Linked DNA regions of Mus musculus: all the other regions are linked to region 2. A link is a contact called in public Hi-C and promoter capture Hi-C data. All regions are on one chromosome and are shown on one strand. Each heading gives the region's core, a stretch centred on a gene start, on an enhancer-like site or on the middle of the called end of the contact. The rest is flanking DNA. Distances are from core to core; before and after follow the strand shown. Region 1 holds the start of Map1lc3b (microtubule-associated protein 1 light chain 3 beta). Region 2 holds the start of Gins2 (GINS complex subunit 2 (Psf2 homolog)). Region 3 holds the start of Dnaaf1 (dynein, axonemal assembly factor 1). Region 4 holds the start of Zfpm1 (zinc finger protein, multitype 1). Region 5 holds the start of Piezo1 (piezo-type mechanosensitive ion channel component 1).

Region 1 (2,700 bases), core at 72-2,571, 1.0 Mb before region 2:
AGTAACCTGGAGTTTAGGACCGTTTTGGGGGTGGGGAAGCAAACACTGGATCACCCCAGAAAAACTCAGTGGAACCACTTGAGAAGCCTGAAATCACGTGATCAGTTCTAAACTTGGGAAATTGGGCGCGTCCTTCTAAGAATCTGCAAGCCTACACGGGCCTCCTGGCTGCCAGTCTCCTTCCTTACAGCACTGGGGATGATCGCTGCTTACTGGAAGTGTAAGAATTTATAACAGAAAGCTAATGGGACTCTGCCACTAGGCGGACCCTGAGCTTCACCGCCCTAAGCCCCACCCAGGTGCTTCAGCTACAAAGGGTCGGTTTGGGGTGAGCCCTACCTAAATCCATCCACCTTGTAAACATTCCCGCAGTCTGGATAGTGGAAACTCTAGAGCTCCAACCTAAATCCCTCCAAACTCACTGGAAAGGAGCAAGACCGGTCCTGGCCTCCTCAAAGGGGCCGCTTTGAACATCTGTGTGGGGAACCTCTCAACTGTCAGTGCCCACCAGTTTAGGTCCAATAAAGTCAAAAAGCAAAGGAAAGCCGCAGCAATCGGATGCCCGCGCTTTCTTCAGAATAGCTGGGTTAGGGAGAGAGGGAAGGCAATCTAGAGAAAAACAATCGCAAGCCAGATGGAGCTTCGGAGAGATTACCCCCGGCCACTCTGGGGACCCGCGTCAGAGCTAATGTTTGTGCACGGCTCATTTTCCCCAACCCACACTCCTTTCTTGAGGGCTGTTCCAGAATAACTTAAGATCAGTACAAGCAAACAAAACAAAACAGCTGTTAAGTTTCCGTTATGAGACAAAGGCCACCCCCCCCTCCACACACACACATATGCCCAAGACGACTTCGGGTGCAAAGGCGGCTGGGTGCTGCTCCGAGGCTTGCGGGGCGCCCGGACCTGGGGCCCACGAAGGACACAGCCAAGCGCGCAGAGCCTGCGGTACCCTACGCCACCGGGGTCGGGCCTCCAGTCCCGCAGGGGACGCCGAGCCCATCGGCGACCGACGGCCAAGGCGACGCTGAGCACCCGAGCTACCCCGGAGACCGAACCCCCCCGAGACCAATATCCCACTGGCTGCGTCGCTCCGGGCCCCGCCGGGTCTCGGCCCCGCAAGACACCACCGGCGTCCGGGCATTCAGCGCTCCCGGCACCCGGATCTCCCATCCCCGGGCCCGCGGGGCTCACCAAAGCTCCGGCGCTGCTTGAAGGTCTTCTCGGACGGCATGGCGCGCGGGGGTCCCGAGCCAGACGATCTGACTCCGGCGACGATCACTTCCCTTGTGTGTGTCTCAGTCCGCAGCCGAGTCAGGTGACTCGCGGCGCGTCACCGAGGGTGGGGCCGAGGGCGGCCCCCGAGAGCGGCCATGACAGGCGTGGCGGAAGCTCGGCGGCGCGCAAGCGTGCACGCGCCCAAGCCATGCGCCTGCGCCTACGCCAGCTACGCTGGGCGCTCGCTGGGCACACGCTGGGCGAGCATCTGTTAACTGTCTGCGTGGGTCGGGCGCTGGTGCGATGGAGTCCTGCAGACTTCATTCCCCTTCAGTCCTTGCATGATCCAGCTGGTGGTCCAATGTCCGCTCCCTTGCCGCTGTATTTGATATTCCTAAATTCTACCCACCCCCAACCCAAATAACAAAAAACTGACTTGTGGTCTTGCCTGCTAAATCTTTACGATTATGGAGACGTCTGGAGACTTATGGTTGGATCTGATCTTGTGGCTCTTCCCCTGCGAGTCTTGTGCTGCCATAAACACAAGTATTTACTCCTAAGTCGAAGTCGCAGAGAAGCAAGGTCTTAGGGACTACAGACTTGTCACTGGAGGGCAAGATCAATGACTTGTTCCAGCAAAAAGAAAGACGATGACAACACCTGCTGTGCAACCTGTCCACTCTCTCTTCCCATAAAAGCCCTTTTATGTGTCTGAGCTTGCTGAGCATGGAATTTGAGGGGCATGGCTCACCTATCTTTCCAGGGTGCTAGCCCATGTGTGCCCTCATTTCCTTACTACCACCTATCACGTTTTTTGTTTTTTTAGATTTTTTTGGTTGGTGAGCAATCAGACTGTGTCCAGGAACTGCAGCAGAGGCCTGATCCCGACAGGATCCACCTTGGAAAGCCACAGAGCACAGTTCTGTCCCAAGAGCTTTATCTCAGCTGTCCCTTCTCAGACAGATCCTTCTACCTCAGGTGACCCCAGGGTGGCTTTATCACAGGCATGTCCTCACTTTGACTCCTGCTGAGCCTGGGCCTGATTACAGGCTAGGACAGGTTTCAGTCTCCTCAGGCCAGGCCAATGGTCAGTCAGCCACGGTTTAGCACTTTCTCTGGGCCTCAAGCTACTTCCTATCTTCAGTTTGTAGGAGCAGGTGACAGACAGGTCTAGAGTGTGGAGCAGCCACCTCACCCCCATCCCACCCCCAGTGATGCCACATCTGAGCCAGCCTTGTGACCCTGCAGACCTACCACCTGACACTGTACTATCCCTACAGCCCAGACTTCCTCCTTTAAATGGAAATAACCTTCTTCAAGTGCTGTTTGTCCAAGGGATCTTCTACATCTCTGTGACCGGGAAAAGCTGAAAACACATTATGGAGTGAAATCCTGAGGGCTGGTTACTTTCCTTTGTTTGCTTGCTTTGCATTGTTAATTGCCCGAACTTTGTTGTTTTGTATGAAGCTTCTGGTCTGAGGT
Region 2 (2,700 bases), core at 92-2,591:
AACCCCTCTATTAGAGTACGCCCCTATCCTTGCATATCTTTATTTTTGAGATAGGAAATGCTGAGTGACTCAGGCTGTCCCTAGCTGGTGATCCTTCTTGCTTCCACCTATGGAATACTAAGATTACACCTCACCTCAGCGCCCAGTGGTGAGGGTTTCACACTCAGATCCAGCCCCTCTTGTCCTTACCAGTTGTAGGTGACCTATTCCTCCCCAGGAGCTACCCTGGTCTGCTGGCACCCTGCCAGAGTCACCCTGATTATAATGCCTATTAATAGTTCAGCTGTCCTCACAAGACTCCTGATTCAAAATGCCCCTGTGGGGCCATATTAATGCAAGGACTCTAGGGCTGTTGGCTTACCAAGGCACTCTGTACAGAAGGCTTGAGGGCATCAGGCTCCAGGGTATAGCTCAGTGGAAGAGGCTGTGCTTATCATTTTTGAGGACCGGGGTTCCATCTTCACAATTGCAATAACAACAATAATAAAAGAATGATAATACGTGTGCAAACTTGTCCCTGTAGTCTCACCTGAGGTTTGGTTTGCCAAAGTTCTGATTCTGGGCTCTGTCTCGAAGGATCTGCATGGAGCAGATAGGGGAGGCGCATTTTCATTGCTTTTAAACCATCTGTAGAAAGGGCAAAGACTAAAATTAAAGGGAAAACACTTCCTTCGATATGGCGTCTGTGTGGACCAGCCAGCCATGTCCGGGGACCCGGAGCTGACTTTGAGATGAATGCGTTTATTCCTGGATCTGTGTTTCGCGCAGGTGAAAACTCGGCTCCAAACCTTTACCCTCAAAGAGTGGAATCAGGCGAGGGACTCAGCCTGCTGCAGGACGCAAAGGAGCAAGAAGCCATAAGTACACAGCCTCCAGCTCGTGGACAGAAGGGGGCGGGCGCAGGAGGGGCGAGGCCGAACGAAGGAGGGGCGGGAGCAAGAGGCGGGGCTGTACAGACCCGACCCAAACGAGGTAGGTGCGGGGCCGTGAGCGTGGTAGGCGGGCAAGAGGCGGAGTCGAGGCAGACCCGGAGACCAATGAAAAAAAGCGGACGGGCCAGAGGCGGGGCCTAGAGAGGGTAGTGACGTAGTAGGGCGGGGCCGTCAGGGCTGTAACTCGCTGGATCAGGATTCAGGAAGCGTGGAGCCCAAGTACTGGAAAGGGCATCGGTAGGCCTTAGAGGGGCGGGGCCGGCGTACAGCTCCGCCTACAGACCAATCCGCGAGTTTGTACTAGCTGTGACTTGGAGGCTGCGAAGAGAGCAACGTCTCTATAGGGCCGCCGCAGGACGTCTTCCGTTCGAGGGGCGGGCCCCGCGCGGTGGCGGGAAAGAAGTGCCTGAGGCGCTGCCTCTGAGTCGCGGAGGGGCGGTAACGGGCCTGGGCCGCCTACTCTTCAACATGGATGCGGCCGAGGTGGAGTTTTTGGCCGAAAAGGAGTTGGTGACTATCATCCCGAACTTCAGTCTGGACAAGATCTACCTGATCGGGGTGAGCCAGGGCGGTACGGGGCGGCGGCCTGGGATCATGCTCGGGTCACCGCTCCTTTCCACCTGGGGTCTGCGTTGTCCTTGCAGGGGGACCTGGGGCCCTTCAACCCCGGCTTACCCGTGGACGTGCCCCTGTGGCTGGCCATTAACCTGAAACAGAGACAGAAGTGCCGCCTGTTACCTCCGGAATGGATGGATGTGGGTGAGCATTCCCGGGCCCGGGTGGGCGGGCTTGTACGGGGAGGGGGCTGTAGTGATGGCGCACGCCTGTAGTCCCAGCACTCTTTAGAGGCGGTAGAGGCAGGAAGATCTCTGAGTTTGAAGCCAGCTTGGTCCACAGAGGGAGGTGCAGGACAAACAGCCAGGACTACACAGTGAAACCCTGTCTGGGGGTGGGGTGGTGTCCTAGTCAGGGTTTCTATTCCTGCACAAACATCATGACCAACAAGCAAGTTGGGGAGGAAACGGTTTATTTGGCTTACACTTCCATCACCAAGGAAGTCAGGACTGGAACTCAAGCAGGTCAGGAAGCAGGAGCTGATGCAGAGGCCATGGAGGGATGTTCTTGACTGGCTTGCCTCCCCTGGTTTGCTCAGCCTGCTCTCTTATAGAACCCAGGATTATCAGCCCAGAGATGGCACCACCCACAAGGGGCCTTTCCCCCTTGATCACTAATTGAGAAAATGCCTTACAGCTGGATCTCATGGAGGCATGTCCTCAAGGGAGGCTCCTTTCTCTGTGATAACTCCAGCTGTGTCAAGTTGACACAAAACTAGCCAGTACAGGTAGGGATTGGGGAACAGAGATGCAACCTTAAACAAGTTTTGTTTTTGTTTGTCTTTTTTTGTTTCTCTGTGTAGCCCTGGCTGTCCTGGAACTCACTCTGTAGACCAGGCTGGCCTCGAACTCAGAAATCCGCCTGCCTCTGCCTCCCAAGTGCTGGGATTAAAGGCGTGCGCCACCACTGTCTGGTGACTCTGATAGTCTTGAAACTGGGACCCCAGTTTCTGTGCCTTGAGGGGCATCTTTAGCACCCCTGTCCCCCAAAGCCTGAGTCCATTTCCCAGTGTCTGCTGGCCAGGGTTGGGGAGCAGGGGAACAGACTTCTATTGCCTTTGCTACATGGAGAGGAGCAGTCAGGAGTGCAGGAGGCCTCTCTGTCCTGGGATCTGAGGTCAACAGAATGCTGTCGTGTGCCATGCGGCTCTGTC
Region 3 (2,700 bases), core at 188-2,687, 1.0 Mb after region 2:
TGATGCCCTATTCTGGCCTCCTTGGGCACCCACACACGTCAGAAACCAGACCCTCAGAAAACAGCAAGATAAGTAGAGTTGTACTTAAATCTAATTCTAGTTTAGATGTTTCTGTTAAAATCTGCTCAACAGAACAGAAGTTCATCAAGCCCCCCCCCTCTCTCTTTCTAAAAAGATTTATTTTATTTATATGAGTACATTGTATCTGTCTTCAGACCCACCAGAAGAGGCCATGGATCCTATTATAGTTGTGAACCACCACGTGGTTGCAGGGAATTGAACTCAGGACGTTTGGAAGAGCAGTCAGTGTTCTTAACCGCTGAGCCAACTTTCCAGCCCGCAAGCCCATTTCTCTTACCAGGGACAGCAGAAGGGCAGCTCTGGGACAGGGCAAGAGCTCTGTCTCTCCCCACTTTGGTTCAGAGATAACTGTGATGCAGTTTGCTGTGTAAATCTCCCCCCTACCCCTTTTGCCAGGTGTGAGCACCTACAGTTCCCACTCCTGTAAACGTGTTTAATTGCTCAAAGTGTAACTTAGGGGCGGCAACATAAAAACAACTCACTGATAAAAGCACACACAAGAACAGGGTGTGATCAGTTTGATCGCTCAAACCTGTGTAAAAGAAGCAAGCTTTGTTCTGGGCTGGTCTCTCCTTGGATGTTAGAACCCTGTGCACACTATTAAATATGAAAGACATTTTCCAGGGCCTGGAGAGATGGCTCAGCGGGTAAGAGTACTGACTGCTCTACAGAAGGTTCCGAGAGTTCAAGTCCCAGCAATCACATGGTTGATCTTAACCTCTGCATGTATGTACTTCTGAGATTCAAACTCAGGTCTGGAGGATTGTGTTGCAAGCACTTTTACCCTGCAAGGCGCCTCTAGAAGCCTTAGATAAATGTAACGTCAAGAGCTGATGAACTCTCTGTACTTGTGGTTTGTTGAATGACGCTGAACACTGTTTGGGAACTGTGTCTTACACTCATTGCAAACAATTCCCAGCCACAGGAAGGTATCTAATAAATTATCATGGAATAAATAATGGGTCTTCTATATGTACTGGATTGATCATATCAATAAAGGTGCTGTTCTTGTAGCTGTATGGATGGGTATGTGTGAGGGGTGCTGGTTGTCCCCAGCTGAGTGAAATGGGCATGTGTGAGGGACACGAGCCCTCGCCCCTTTGGCTTCCCAGCGCTAAGGCACCTTCTTTACGGATCCCTGGCCCCGCGTCGCCGTGATCGCCTGCCGACTCCTCCAGACTGGGCTCCGCCACGCTGTCCACCGGCGGCTCAGAGACTTCGGGGTGCATGCTCACTCCTGGCCCGACCACTCAGCCCTAATACTCTACGGTCCGCGTCGTTGGCTGTCCAACGCTTTCCCGGTCGCCGCGGCAACCAGTGCGCACGCGCAGTCAGTTACGCCGCCGAGGGCGGGCCTAGCCGAGGGGGGGCCACGGGGGAAACTGCACCCGGGCGCGTGCGCGGATCACGTGGGTAGCGGACCTGCGGTGGTGTCCCGGGGCGGCGGCCGCGCGGGCAGCGGGCGGGACGGGCTTCGGAGACCGCGCCTCTCGCTGCAGGTATTGCGCCCGCGCCCCTCACGCCCCTCGCGCCCCGCTTCCGTCCCTGGCCACGCCCCCTGGACCCCGACCCTCGGGAACGCCCTCCCCCCCGCCGCGCCCCGTAGCGGGGAACTCTGGTTCCGCGCTCTAGGCAGCCGCTCAGCTCCCTGAGCAGGTGTCCCGGGCCTGGTCCTCGGCAGGAGGCTCGCACAGGCGACACGCCCCGGGACGGCCCTTTTGTCGGTGTCTCTTTATCCTCCTTTATTCCTGGTCGCTAGGTCTAAGTAGGTTCTAAGTCTCAGGACTGATGCAGAATGGCCGCGCTGCTGAAGAAAGCGCGCAGCTTCTGCAGAGCCCGGTGGGTTTTGCAGAGTCGCTGGGCCGTGCCCGGCGCCACTGGGGAGGGATGGGACACTAGCAGGGAGTCCCTGTTCTGCTACCAGGACTCAGCCGCACCCCTGGGCGGTGACCGCAGCGGGTTCGGGTTCCCACGGGGAGTCTCAACGACCACCTGCCAGGGCTCTGGGCCGAGCCTTCGCTGAGATCCTGGGATGTCGTTGCGTCCGTTTCCTTCCTCTTGTGTAGTACACCCGGGTGCGATTGAGGAAGGGGATAAAGTGAAGCCGCGGGGACAGCGCTCTTAGCTTCTTCATAAACTCGGGTCAGTACGAATAGGGGTCGCTAGCATCGAACCCTGAGCGATGATCCTGCCTAGTGGCTCCGGTTTATTGAGGGGTGGCGGGAAGGCACTGTTGCAAATGCTTTTTATGCGTCACCTCATCGAATTCTCGTTGTAGGGGAGAAGCGTTAGCCGCTTTTTACAGGTGGTGGTGTTGTAACTTCATTCCCAAGGGTGGGATGGCTTTTTCAGAGTGACCCTAGTCATTGCTAAAATATTACAGACGCGCCATGTCCAACGTTACTTTATCAGTGGAGGGTGTGTGTGTGTGTTGGGGCGGGGGGAGTGTTGTTTATTTATGTGTGGGTGTGGAGGCTACGGGTCAGTGTCTGTCACTTGCAACCTTATTTTTCGAGAAAACGTCTCTCACAGAACTCAAGAGTTTTCTTTATGTTTGACTGACTGACTGGCCCCCAGGGTCCTCTCGTCTGCTCCTTTCTTCCCAATACTGAAATTACA
Region 4 (2,700 bases), core at 90-2,589, 1.7 Mb before region 2:
CCTAGAGCAGCCAAGAGGCCCCGCAACCTGGTAGCCCCAAGAGCCCAGGAGGGTCTTACTGTAGGGGGGCACGGATGATGTAGGATTATAGGGTCTGCCTTGCTCGGGAAAGTGCCCACGGGAGAACCTGCGAGAAACTTCACTCGGGAACAACGTTTGAGTGCCTGAGGTCCCTGGATGGTTCAGGATAACCCCTCGGATGGAGGTGGAGAGAGCGGTGCCCATGGGCATCCATTCGTGTAGCGTTGTTAGGGGCAGTTGGTGGGTCGGATCTCCACATGTCCCCCAGCAGGCAGAGGTCGGATCGAAAACTCCAGAGCCGGAGCGGATAAAGGGGGTTTGGTCAGCCAGTGCCAAATGCCTAGGTTGGAGCAGCCTCCACTACCTATTCCGCTGCCTTGTCGCTCTGCAGCCAAAGCGCTGCGGTGGGCGCCGGCCGGTCCCCGCAGTCCCAAGTCCCCCTTACTCCCAGGTCTTTCTCCTTCTGCCTCTAGATACAAAGCCTGGGAGAGTCAAGCACGCCAGATAAGATCACAATTTCAGCCCGTCCCGACAGAGCGATCTTATCAGGATGGGACTTGCAGAATGGAATATTTTAAACTTTATCTGAGCCCAGATCGGGGCCGCCCTATCGCCGCACCATCTCGGATGCGGGGGAGGTGCAGGCTGCGAGGTGGCCCGGCTCTGCTGGAGCCGCGCCCCCAGACACTCTCCTTCCGGCTCTCGGGACCCGCCACCCTCTCTGGGGCCCGGACCCCCTGGGTGCCCATGCTGAGACGCGGGGGCCCTGCCCGCCGGCAGAGATTAGATTACGGCGCGCTTGGCACTCGGCGCGGGGGGCGCGGCGCGGGGTGAAGGTCGCGGGCGCAGCGGGGTTGGGCGGCCGCGCAGGGGCGGCGCGGGGCGGCGGGGCGCCAGCGGGGGTCTGGCGGGCACCACGGGCAAAGTTTGACTCACGCTTGATCTGCCGGGGATTGCTCTGTTTCCTCCTGGACATGTCTCCGGCGCCGCGCGCCCTCGCGGCGGCCGCCTCTAGCCCCTGGCGGGCGGCGGCGGGCGGCAGGGGCGCGGCGGGGTAGCGGGGCGGCTCATGCCCCCGGCCCGCGGGCTCCACGGCTGCCTCGGCCCGCGCCCCCAGCCCGCCGCGCCGCGCGTGGGCCGCCGGCGCCGCCGCGGAGGCCCGAGGCCACGGCCCTGCGCTCGGGCGCGCGGACTGCCCGGCGGGCGGCGGGCTGGTGGCGGCTTCTCTGCTCCGGCGCAGACGCCGCCGCCGCCGCCGCTCAGCTTTTCTCAATGGAACCTGCGAGCCGCGAGCGGCGAACCGGCGGCCGCCGCCAGGGCGCTCCCCGCAGGCTGGCCAGGCGGGCGGGGCCTTCGCGTAGCTGGCGGCGGGCCCCGCCTCTCGCCACGCCCCGGACCGTCCTCCGCGGTAGCGCCTTCCCACCCGTGCTGACCCCGCCCTCAGGCCGTCCTTCCCACTGGCCCCGCCCCAAACTAGCGCTCGTCTTTTCTCTGCTTGCACCGACTTCCGCGTACTCACCCAGCCTGGGCCGGGCCTTCTGTCCTCGCGCTGGCTCCACCCCTCATCTGTGCTCCTCGCGCTGACCCCGCCCTTCAGCCGATTCTTCCCACATTGGTCCCGCCCTTCGGCCGTCCCTCCTCGCGTTGACCCCGCCCCTCAGCCGTCCTCCTCACATTGACCCCCGCTCCTCAGCCGTCCTCCTTTCGTCGACCCTGTCCCTCAGCAACCTTATTACCCTGATCCCGCCTATCAGTTGTCCTCCCCACGTTGTCCCTGCCCCTGCCCCGCCCTCACAGTGACCCTGCTCCTCAGCTACACTCTCTTGTTGACTCCCTTTGCTCGTCCTCCTCACAAGAGCACAGCCTCAGCTGTCCTCAAACTGATCCCGCCCCTTTACTAGTCCTTCCCACGGGCTCCGCCCCTGTATTCCTTGCCACCCTGCTGGCCACGCCCACAACCCGCCCTTCCAGGTGCTGGCTCCGCCCACGTCTCCTCCTTCTTTGCCTTCGCCACGCCTCCGTAGGCCCGCCTTCTCCCTGGCCCCGCCTCTGCTCCGTAGTCCTTCGCACAGGCCTGGTCCTTCCCCGCCCCCAACACAGGCCTTGCCCACGTCTGTCCAATCCTCAGCTTTGTCCTCACCTCCTCCGGGCTGGCCCCTGGGCTGGCCCCAGGTCGCGCCGGCCTTGTCCCGAATTCCCACCCTCGTTTCTAGATAGACCTCTAGCCTTCTTAGTTAGTTGTAGTTTCCTGAGGTTATGTCCGCAGGCCTATTTAGGACTTGGAGACCTGTTCTGCCCCTTGGAGACCTGTGCAGCAGCCCCGCGGCACAGGCCCCTAGCTTGTCTGGCCCTGCCCCTCCGCTCTGGAGCTCCGCCCCCATGGCTTAAGTTGTGCTGCCCCTTGAAGCTGTGCCTTTCAGGGAGCCAGCAGTGGGGTCTGGATGCCCGAGGCCTGGACACTAAATTTTTGCTGGACTTTGAAAGTTGACAGAGACTCTGATCCAGAAGGAAGCTTCAGTATGAGATTTGCAGCTTCCGATGACTGTGGGTAGCCTCAAGTGGTTCAGTCTTATGCCTAATTGGAGGGGAGGGGAGGGAACCTCAGGTTTTTCCTTCTTGAACTCAGACCTGCCCGGAAATCCGGGAGGAGCCAGAGGTCAGCTGGCCTTGTTTAACCGC
Region 5 (2,700 bases), core at 193-2,692, 2.0 Mb before region 2:
TATTATTAATTATTTTTATTTATTATTAATTAATAATTAATTAATTAATATTCCTTAAGACACTTCATGTTGTGGTGACCCTTGACCATAAAATTATTTTGTTGCTATAACTATAATTTTGCTACTTCTTTTTTTTTTTTTTTTTTTTTTTTGAGACAGGGTTTCTCTGTGTAGCCCTGGCTGTCCTGGAACTCACTTTGTAGACCAGGCTGGCCTCGAACTCAGAAATCTGCCTGCCTCTGCCTCCCGAGGGCTGGGATTAAAGGCCACGCCCGGCCTATAATTTTGCTACTCTTATGAATCATAATGTAAATAGCTGTTATGTAGGATATCTATTATGCAACCCCTATGAAAGGGTCGTTCAAGGCCCATAGCTGTCACGACCCACAGGTTGAGAACTGCTGCTCAAGGAGCAGGTCTGAATGAATTTCTGAACCTTCCCGTGTCTTAGCAGCACCCCTTCAGAGTCAGACTAGAGGTGAGTCTTGGAGACCAAGCTAGGCAGTTTAAATACTATATGTCCAGGGAAAGCCTGCATTTCTGGTGGTTCTGGAAAATTGAAGGTTCTGAAGTGTGATTGACTTTAGCCTGCTGGTGCCTTGAGGCTCAAAAGGGTCACATCATCACCGCTCCCGGTTAAGCCTCTGCCCCTAATGCTACTCATTTCCCAGTGCATCCTGAACTTGGTCCAACTGTGCCGTTCTTGACCCCTTTTCATTTCGTCTTTCCTATCCACCTTAATACGGAAGACTGAGCCAAACCAAGGCGGCTTGGGTGAGGTACCGGGCACGTGCCGGACTCAGACCTTGTCTGGCCACCAATGGGACAGCAGGTGCTCTGTCAGCTTTTGCTACTGTCTGTAGCACACTGACTAAAGCCAAGCCACACAGTGGGGGCAGGTGTGACTGGAAGCAGTCCCAAAGCCCCAACGCAGACCACAGTGGGATGCAGCTGTCTGATGCCACAGCAGTAAGGTGTCTCTCCACCCCAACCACCAAGGCCTAGCCAGCGTGGCCGCCAGTGCCACAGTTAGGGACTCTGACAGCCCCCAGAGGGCGCTGCGCCATCACGGCTTGGGGAACAAAGCGAAAGTTGCTCCAACCACGAGGGGCGCAGTTGCGCGTGGGTACTAAGTGGGTCAGGTCTTTGGGAGTCTTCTTGTATTGCCCCCACCCCGGGTCCCAGGCCCCGGAGCCCCAGGGAGAAGCGCCCCACGGGCACAGTGCGAGTAACTGCGCTGGGCTGAAGGAGGGTTTGGGGGGCGCGCGGGTCGAGGTCTCCGGGTCACCGGCACCAGCCAGGCTAGTAGGGCCGGCGCTCGAGCAGACTGCGCTGGGCAGCGAGGGGGTGCCTGGGCGCGCCTGGCCGTCGGGGGAAGCGCGGAGGCGGGCACTCCAGGGAGGGCGGGGGCCGAGCTTATAAAGGCCCGCAGGCGGGAGCAGGGAGAGAGCCGCCGCGTCGCCGTCCGGCCCAGCTCGGCCTCCACGAGCCGCCGTGAGTTCCGAGCCGGGCGGGCTGACAACCCAGCGTGCGCGGGATCCGGCCGTCGGGAACCAGAGGGCGCGGCCGGGCCGGCCGGCGACCCGAGATCGAGGCCGGCGGGAGGTCACAGCAGCCGCGCGCCGCACGTGCGGAGACCCGCCCAGAGTGCCATGGCGCGCGGTTCCTCCGGCCCTCGCACCTCCCTTTAGCCACGGCGGCGCGACCCCGGGCGGTCCCCCGGCCGCGGGGCATGGAGCCGCACGTGCTGGGCGCCGGGCTCTACTGGCTGTTGCTGCCCTGCACGCTCCTGGCGGGTGAGTGGAGGGCGCGGGCGGGAAGGCTGCGTCCGCGTCCCCCTGCGCCGCGCCGCCCCGGCGGGCGAGCATAGGCGAGGAGATTCCGCGGGACTCGCGGCCCAGGGCGCTCGCATTCCAGAGGCGTGAGCGCGCTGGCGGCCTCGGCGGGCCCGGCCCGGGCACCGAGTGGAAAGCACGGCAGGCAACGGCGAGGCGCGGGTCCGCGAGAGCCCCAGATAGCGCTGGGCGTCTCCACGCGGGCTGGGAGGAGAGGCCCGGGCAAGGGGCTGTTAGTGTCTGAGCTGTGAGGGGAGCGCGACTTTCTATTCTCTTTCGTAGTTAAGAAAAAAGAAAGAAAGAAAGAAAAAAATCAAACTTGCATCATGACTTCCTGACCAATCTGGGAGAAGGTGGCGTTCTGCCTGGAGCTTTTCAAGTCAGAAATTTCCTACCAGAACTAATGTTCCAGCCCTAGGCGCAGTTCTTAGTCTCAGTTCCGAGGTTGTCTGTCCAATGCTAAGCTCCTGTCTTCCTTGTGCCCTACTTGGTTACCTTCCAGAGGGACTGGGGCACAGGGCGCCCCAGGAGGCTCTGCCTGATGTCAGAACTGGAGATCCCCTACCTTGGCATACGTCCCTTTCTTGCAAAGAGCTTCTCTCTTTTGGTGTCATAGGTGCTGGGCTCCATTGCCGCCCTCCCAGCCTCACCCAGGGCACCTTGCCCAGCTGCTCACCCCCTTACACCTCCTGAAGCAGTCAGCACCCCTCCACATGTGACCTTCCTCGGGGTCTGATTAAATTAGCCCACAGAGAGTCAGTGTACCCACTGTGAAAGTTGGTCTGCCTCGTGGAAGTCCATCTGTTGGAGGTGGGGGGGTTGTGCGTGATTCCCTCCATCTCTCCACGGACACTGCTTGTGCACC

The links. Promoter capture Hi-C pulls out the DNA fragments that hold promoters and counts their contacts. Hi-C and Micro-C count contacts between places; a contact is called where the count stands out from the background.
Region 1: a Hi-C map of erythroblasts shows a contact between it and region 2, with 6 times the contacts expected there. The contact joins the promoter of Map1lc3b here to the promoter of Gins2 in region 2. A contact is called at or near these places in 7 of 39 promoter capture datasets (the 3T3-L1 cell line, embryonic stem cells, hippocampal neurons and 3 more), 4 of 484 Hi-C or Micro-C datasets (CD4 T cells, CD8 T cells, effector CD8 T cells and 1 more) and 6 of 115 datasets of contacts at active chromatin or transcription factors (cardiomyocytes, embryonic forebrain, embryonic stem cells and 3 more).
Region 3: a contact with region 2 is called in a Hi-C map of CD8 T cells, with 4 times the contacts expected there. The contact joins the promoter of Dnaaf1 here to the promoter of Gins2 in region 2. A contact is called at or near these places in 2 of 39 promoter capture datasets (liver and pre-B cells) and 1 of 484 Hi-C or Micro-C datasets (CD8 T cells).
Region 4: a contact with region 2 is called in a promoter capture Hi-C map of embryonic stem cells, with 2.6 times the contacts expected there. The contact joins the promoter of Zfpm1 here to the promoter of Gins2 in region 2. A contact is called at or near these places in 3 of 39 promoter capture datasets (embryonic stem cells, liver and pre-B cells) and 1 of 115 datasets of contacts at active chromatin or transcription factors (large pre-B cells).
Region 5: a contact with region 2 is called in a promoter capture Hi-C map of pre-B cells, with 3 times the contacts expected there. The contact joins the promoter of Piezo1 here to the promoter of Gins2 in region 2. A contact is called at or near these places in 4 of 39 promoter capture datasets (the C10 cell line, liver and pre-B cells) and 3 of 115 datasets of contacts at active chromatin or transcription factors (embryonic stem cells and stem cell-derived neural progenitor cells).

Annotation. Positions count from the first base shown.
Region 1 is chr8:121,589,059-121,591,758 of GRCm38.p6, reverse strand. Map1lc3b (microtubule-associated protein 1 light chain 3 beta) reads right to left here and starts at 1,321. Exons shown (of 4, transcript NM_026160.5): 1 at 1,195-1,321. The coding sequence starts at 1,234.
Region 2 is chr8:120,587,716-120,590,415 of GRCm38.p6, reverse strand. It overlaps Gins2 (GINS complex subunit 2 (Psf2 homolog)), which reads left to right and starts at 1,341. Exons shown (of 5, transcript NM_178856.1): 1 at 1,341-1,490; 2 at 1,577-1,691. The coding sequence starts at 1,401. Gm10614 (a long non-coding RNA gene) reads right to left here and starts at 1,239. Exons shown (of 4, transcript XR_003947476.1): 1 at 362-1,239.
Region 3 is chr8:119,573,972-119,576,671 of GRCm38.p6, reverse strand. Dnaaf1 (dynein, axonemal assembly factor 1) reads right to left here and starts at 1,437. Exons shown (of 12, transcript NM_026648.4): 1 at 1,205-1,437. The coding sequence starts at 1,310. It overlaps Hsdl1 (hydroxysteroid dehydrogenase like 1), which reads left to right and starts at 1,497. Exons shown (of 5, transcript NM_175185.5): 1 at 1,497-1,580.
Region 4 is chr8:122,280,780-122,283,479 of GRCm38.p6, reverse strand. It overlaps Zfpm1 (zinc finger protein, multitype 1), which reads right to left and starts at 1,339. Exons shown (of 10, transcript NM_009569.4): 1 at 958-1,339. The coding sequence starts at 997. All of the region lies in intron 1 of Gm39269 (a long non-coding RNA gene), which reads left to right. RefSeq lists an enhancer at 482-725.
Region 5 is chr8:122,550,071-122,552,770 of GRCm38.p6, reverse strand. Piezo1 (piezo-type mechanosensitive ion channel component 1) reads left to right here and starts at 1,442. Exons shown (of 51, transcript NM_001357349.1): 1 at 1,442-1,796. The coding sequence starts at 1,733.